Regions from separate parts of the Sus scrofa genome. Here region 2 is linked to region 1. A link is a contact called in public Hi-C data. All regions are on one chromosome and are shown on one strand. The core of a region is the stretch at or near the end of the contact, and the rest is flanking DNA. Distances in the headings are between cores, read along the strand shown. Region 1 overlaps NEDD4L (E3 ubiquitin-protein ligase NEDD4-like). Region 2 overlaps NEDD4L (E3 ubiquitin-protein ligase NEDD4-like).

What was found. A called contact is a pair of places that touch in the nucleus more often than the background predicts.
Region 2: a contact with region 1 is called in a Hi-C map of skeletal muscle, with 4 times the contacts expected there. The contact joins two enhancer-like sites. A contact is called at or near these places in 1 of 5 promoter capture datasets (liver), 8 of 47 Hi-C or Micro-C datasets (embryonic fibroblasts, heart right ventricle, liver and 2 more) and 1 of 2 datasets of contacts at active chromatin or transcription factors (skeletal muscle).

The regions. Positions count from the first base shown.
Region 1 is chr1:162,437,897-162,441,207 of Sscrofa11.1, reverse strand. NEDD4L (E3 ubiquitin-protein ligase NEDD4-like) reads left to right here. Exons shown (of 32, transcript XM_021073866.1): 8 at 27-129; 9 at 1,854-2,020. Among named protein-coding and RNA genes, the nearest start is that of MIR122, 110 kb to the right of the region's middle. Within about 2 kb of position 1,532, at least 4 of the 83 cell types and tissues checked have an H3K27ac peak or open chromatin away from gene starts, as enhancers often do. A contact at or near this core is called in skeletal muscle, where this site is marked.
Region 2 is chr1:162,567,572-162,570,902 of Sscrofa11.1, reverse strand. The region is part of intron 2 of NEDD4L (E3 ubiquitin-protein ligase NEDD4-like); the gene reads left to right. Among named protein-coding and RNA genes, the nearest start is that of NEDD4L, 170 kb to the left of the region's middle. Within about 2 kb of position 1,587, at least 12 of the 83 cell types and tissues checked have an H3K27ac peak or open chromatin away from gene starts, as enhancers often do. A contact at or near this core is called in skeletal muscle, where this site is marked.

The DNA.
Region 1 (3,311 bases), core at 283-2,782:
ATAACCAATTTTCTTCCATCATACAGTCATAAATCGCGAGTTAAGGGATTTTTGCGATTGAAGATGGCCTATATGCCCAAAAACGGAGGTCAAGATGAAGAGAACAGTGAGCAGAGAGATGAAATGGAGGTAGGCTATGGTGCTCAGGCTGTGGTCTGTTTTCTTTCCTTAAGAGCGTATTTGATATTTTACTTTACGACTTTATAATTTGGAGTTCCCTGGTGGCTCAGTGGGTTAAGGGTCTGGTAGTGTCAATGCTGTGGTGCAGTTTCCATCCCTGGCCCAGGAACTTCCACATACCAGGGGCGGACTTTATAATGTATGGAAATGAAAGTTTATAAAGCTTAAATATGAAGAAACTTAAATGTGTCCATGAATCCATGTCTTTGACAGATCTACCAATGTATTTTCAGCAAAAGACATGAACTTTTTATGTTACAGCACTCATAATTGAGGAGGTTTCTCTCTAATAAATGCTATACCCTTGTTTTGTAAACAACCCTACTGCTATGTGAAATTCTCCCCACGTATTCTCTTATTTCCTTGGACTTTTTCAGCTGTCAGTTCCTTTTAGCACTTGGAATTGCTTCAAAGTGGATAAAATGATTTAGAGACTCTCATCCACATTTCTTACTCATTTGGCCTGCAGGTGATAGCGTGCATTAGGTTAGGAAAGTTCTCCTCCAGAAATGCCATTTCAAAATTAGCCGTCCAGAGGAATTTTCTTTTGTTCCCTCCAGGCAAGGCCACCTTTTAATTTTCTAGTCACATACCTGTGCTGTGGGTCCTGTGATACCTTCCTGGCACAGGCTTTGGACGGAGCTGTTCCGTTAGACAGATTCGCTTCTGAAAATGTCTGTGTACAAGACCTCTCTCTGGCTTGTTTGCACATCTGTTTGCAGCTGTTGCATATACATGATGTGTGAATAAGGCATTATGGGCAAGTTAATCGAGCCCCCCCTCAGACCAGGAGGTCATATTTCCAGGCAGTTTTTCACGTGCAGGCTTTTGTCTCCCTCTCTGTGAGAAGCCGTCTTGAATGTTAAGATTCCATAAGCACATTCACAGGTTTTTATCTCAAATCCAAGGAATTTTTTTTAACACTCTTCCAGCCTTCCAACTACAGTGACCAATGAATTAACTGAATTTTCCAGTGACTTTACTAGGGGACGTTAGGAAGGAATACCTAATGCCAAAAATATGTATGCAGAAAAGCACCTCTGACTCTGGTACTGTGAAGCTTGTTGAGGCGGCGGCAGCAAGCAGGGAATGGCCGAGTGGGAAACGGCAGCTTCCAGGCTTCTCTGGCTCCTGTGCCTGTGTGTCCTCGCTGCAGAGGGGGAGCGGCAGCGCCCTGGGCCTCCTGGTCGCCAGGCCACAGTTTCTGTTAGGACGCACGTGCGGCATGGCTCATCTTCCAGCTCCCTCTTACCTTATGGAGGTGTTGAAAAGATGACAGCTGTAGCCTGACCCATATCATTGGCATGGCTTTCTACAGCCCTGGAGGCCTTCGGGTCAAAATAACAAACACGAAATATGGAAAGAGTATAATGTGACTTAGGTAACATGACAAACCATGCGTATTCTCATCCGCCTTGCACCCTGCAGTGCAGTCACGGTAGAAGACAGCGCAGCTCCCTGGCCGTGGCTCGGAATATTTTCGAGACTCTCCTAGAATTGATTTTTTTTTTTTTTTTCCTGTATGTTGGGAATTTCTTTAAAATGTGGCGCACGAAGCCACTGCCAGAGCCAGAGAGCAGAGAAGCAGGGGCGCAGAGCCAGCATGCACGGTAGCTGCCCCCTCCTCGTGTCTGAGAAACCAGCCTGACGATCTCCCCTCTGTTATTCCGCAGCCGGGGTGGGAAGTTGTTGACTCGAATGACTCGGCTTCTCAGCACCAGGAGGAGCTTCCTCCCCCACCGCTGCCCCCTGGGTGGGAAGAAAAAGTGGACAACTTAGGTCGTACTTACTACGTCAACCACAACAACCGGACCACCCAGTGGCACCGACCCAGCCTAATGTGAGTACCACCCATGGTCAGGGACATGTCCTCACGCCCTGCAGTCAGGTGCCCACACGGCAGCTCTCTGGGACGAGGTTGGGAAGTAAACCCATCCATAGGAGCACGTGGTTGTGCAGAGCAACAGGATTCCTCTTCATTTAGTTAGGGAGCCTCTCAGAACTTGTAGAGTATCTAGAACTCCTGCCTTTGTATCATCAAGTTCTCCTGTTGTAAATGTGCACTGATTTTTGTATGTCTTCTTTATAAAGGTGTGGGGGATATAAAGCAGAGGTTATTTTTCCTGGGCTTATCTTAGGTGTGGTGATTCTATCACTTCCCCTTTCAGCTTCCTCTCCTGGCTAACCCAGAGTGGAAAACAGCAAACATATCGGCTGTGCAGTTTCCTTATGAAGTTTTGGGATTTTTATTCTGTGATCACTTGATTTAGAAATGCCAAATTTTTTTTTTTTTTTTTTTTTTAGGGACTTTTTAGGGACGTTTCTATATCACCCCCTTCATATAATTACAAACACATGGGAGGGTTGCAAACTCACAAATAGTAATTACTGTTTATTCTAATCCCTCACTAGCCTCAGGGATACAGTGAATTGATTATTGTTTTGTTCACTTAGCAATTTTTGGCTTAATGATAGCAATAAACACTAGTTAAACCTCAACTTTTATTTTAAAAGGATTTGAAGCAGCTTGTTTTTAAATGATAGTATACAGCAAGACTTCAAACTGTTAATATACTATAAAAGGCAAAACCAAAATAGTAAAGGTAGAAAAGGAAAAATTATCCTGGAAATCATGAGCTCCCTAGCAGCCAAGACTAGGAGGTAATTATAAATTGTGTGATTTTCAACATGTAATAAATGCAAGTATTTTAGGTGAAATAATTTTCCCTTTAGCCCAGACTCTGAAGGAAATTTTCCAATGATGGTTTTTAAACAAGTGATATTAGCAACGTGATAGCTCCTATCAGTAACCCTTTTATCTTTAGAAATTAGAGAGTATGCATCAGTCTGTGGGGTGGGAAAGGTGGCAGAGAAGTCTGCTCGAGGTTTTTTTTGATCTAGAGAAAAAGTTTGCAGAATCTGCAACATTGAATAGCCAGTTCTTCCTTCAGCCCCTCTGTGGGTTCTCATGAATATCAGCCATTCTTGGTCAGCTTTTGGACCACAAGGCCATCAACCCCAGCTCCTTTTCCCAGGATAGCTTACATGTCCCAACGTCCAGATAATACTGAACTTGTCTTTGTTATTTTTCCCCATAGAAATATAAATGGAAAATGATTTTGTTGATTCTT
Region 2 (3,331 bases), core at 338-2,837, 130 kb before region 1:
GCAGGTTATATTTAGAGAAGTGTTTTTGGTGAAAATATTTGCAAGTTTGTTTTATCATCATAAGTAGGCTTAGGTGATTTTGACGAGAGGGAGGGGGCAGGAGAAGAAGCAGCTGATACAGAGGCTGTGGAGTTTGTCAATTGGGAGAAGGAAGTGAGAAGATGAAGTTAATTGGTATAGAATAAGAATAGAAAACACGTAGGAAGTAGAATCTTGAAATTTCAGGGCTTTCCATTAGTCATTAGGTAAGGACTTAGGAGAAAATAATGGAAAGCACAGTAATTAAGAAAAAAAAATGCAAAAAAAAAAAAAGTCTCATGCCCTTTTCCTGGTGTTCAGGTAGAGCTGGTCTTGCTCAGTTTCCCTCTCGCTTCCTTTCCACTCACTCTGTTCTTGGCAGGCTGGACAGCCTGAGTTCCCTGATTTCCACTGTGGCCTGAATTTCTTTTCCTCTATGTCATTCTTCACACTACGCTCCAGGTCCTCCTCTGTGTGTATGTGTCTGAGCCCTGCTCACCTGGCGAGCCCCAGTTCCGATACCTGCTTCTGTACGAATTCTGTATGATGGATTCTTCTCATTCATCATAATTGAAAAAAGGCAATTCTCAGAGGAATTGAAGATGTGCCCCTGTGCACTGAGTGTGGAGTTTGTTGAAACTCGCAGTGTATGCATGGTGAGATGAGTTTGGTGAAGTCGCTTTAAAGGTTACACCAAGTTTTCCTGTCGGACAAAACCTCTTGTCCTCAGACTTGAGTTCTTAGAGGAAGTTGGATGGATGAACCCTTATTTGCCTAACACAATCATTCAAGAGTGGAGAGCCGGGATTATGGTTTAAGATTTGTGGTAAAATTATACTTAAAAAAAAAAAAAAAAAATGGAGGGAGGACAGTGAGAGCAGAGGCAAGCGGGCTACAGCAGAACTGCTGGCTAGCCTGGAGGCATTACTCCTGCTTGTTTGCAGGGAGGTCTGGGGGTCCACCTCTCCTTGACCTCATTAGGCATATACAGCAGCACTAAAAAGCCAACAGGAAGCAGTCGCATTCCCACCTGGGCACCTTGTACATCATCCCCATGGTACCTGCCGAGATAGGAAGAAGGAGTGACCCTCAGGTATGGTCCTCCCACCCGTCCCTGCACAAGAAAAAGCACCTTTCTCCCCTCGTGCCCTTTGCATCATGAAAACACAGTCTAGTTCTGCCATCTGCTTCCTCCTTTTTAAGCTTTAGCATGTAATTGTTCGCTAAGAATAGAGACAGAAATATTTCCACCAGCAAGTGAAATTTTAAGTACTTCAAAGGATAATATGAGAATATCTGGAAATTCCAGCCAGTTCAACCAAATTATTCCTTGACTATGCCAAGTAGCTGATTGCCATTGAACTTTGGAAAACAGGGATTACTCCATTTCATTTGGACAGATGAAAACCAGAGTGCTGGGCAGAAAAAAGCCAGCCAACCAAAGACCTCATTTTAAAGATTTCCCCCCACCCCCCGCCCCGAGAGTTGAAAACAATGTTTGTTTATAGCCAGTACTGGGCTTTGAATATAAATGCATGACTCATAGTTCTAGAATAGAATTCCCCCCTGAAGAATGGGTTAAGGCAGGCAGGGTTGTGTGCTGATATCTATACACTTGGATGCTTAAGGCCTCTGAACCCTTCTGCACTTTTTTTTTTTTTTTTTTAAACGCACCTGTGACTTAGTAGCAGCAGTACTGATACCACCTCCCCCCAACCCCGATAATGTTCTCAAGGACCCAGGCACATACTTGACCTGGCCTCTGTACTCAAACACGTACTGGTGTCTGACATCTGGGTGTGCTCAGGATGTCCAGATGCTTAGACCGGATGTTATGAGGTGCAGTCGTGGTCTCTTCCCCCCAAAAAGTGCAAATCGCCTTCAGGGAAGGAATGTATTATTTCCTCGCTAGCTTCAGAGACCCTTGGGAGCATTAAATGGTCCTATTACCAAAGAGTCCCTGTTATAATGGGGCTTTAATAGTAACATTTTATTTACTGGGATGCACTGGGGAAAACATTCAGGAACAAAGTGAGAAAAAATTAAATATAGAACATGTTAAAAATTTCTTTGGGGTTTCAGTTTTCACAAGGACTTAGGGTAACAACCCAAATAGACGTATTTGCTTTAACCGACAGATAAATTATTAGCACGTTGGTTGTTTACAAATGAGTCAGAGCTTCTAAAATTTGTTCCCATAAGTAGGTTGAGCCTCCTTCTCCTCCTGTTGTCATAGGGTCTAAAAATGGAAACGTGAGTCCAGACTCTTCCCAGACCATAAAAATAATTCTGAATTAGTAGAGCATAAATGAAAGTGATCTTGAGTGTTGTCTTCAGGTTCTACTCGCCAGGTTGGGACCTTGTACGTCTTCTAAAGCTCCTGGTAGTGAGGATTAAGGAAGTGGTAGCAGCTTTGCCTCTGGCTGCAGACGCTTTGCTAATTAGGTCAGAGCCACTCACCCTGGGATAAGCAGACACTGTCCCTTTGGCATTGATTTTGAAGAGTTGCTGTCAGAAGTGATCACACAGACAAGGTCACTTCTTCCATGGCTGCACCTGGAGATGGAGTGGGTGCGGGGTGATTAGTTCTGACAACCTGAGTTTTCTGTCACCCTGTCCTGAGGATGCAGCCCGCGTGTCTTAGGCTGCATTCTTGCCTTAGTTAAGTTTGCTCTCATGACAGATCTTTGTTGACTCAGGATCCGGTGATGCCCTAGATTTGTGAGCACAGTTCTGATGACATAGAAATTTAAATATTAGACTAAGATACATGGACTGCTGTGTTTATTCTGGTGTAATTTGTTTGTTTTTGGTGGTGCCCATGGCATGTGAAAGTGCCCAGACCAAGGATCAGACTCACGCCACAGCAGTGACAGTGCTGAATCCTTAACCAGTAGACCACCAGGGAACTCCCGTGGTGGTAATTAAAAAAAAAACAAAACTATATATGAATCAAATCACTTTCCCGAAAATGTGAAATTCAGGGTGAAAACCTAGCAGTAAGGGAGGTAACAGAGTTTTGTTTCAACCCGGCCTGTACTAAGGAAGCTTGGTCATGACTCTTCCTTCTTCTGCTGCTTTATTAATTCCCTGCGCTTCAAATGCCAGCGTGGGTTCATTCCATTTCTTACTGGTATTGTGGTCCTTAAAATCTTGTCCTAGGTATTTTCCTTTCTTGCCCTTCATGAAAGTTCTAAATACTTTAGAACATATCATCCAGAAAAGGAAAGCTACCTTTATTATTAAAGGAGGTGAAAAATAAAGGAATAGAATGTGCATCATAAAAAATTAGAAAAGAAGGAGTTCCCCCTTG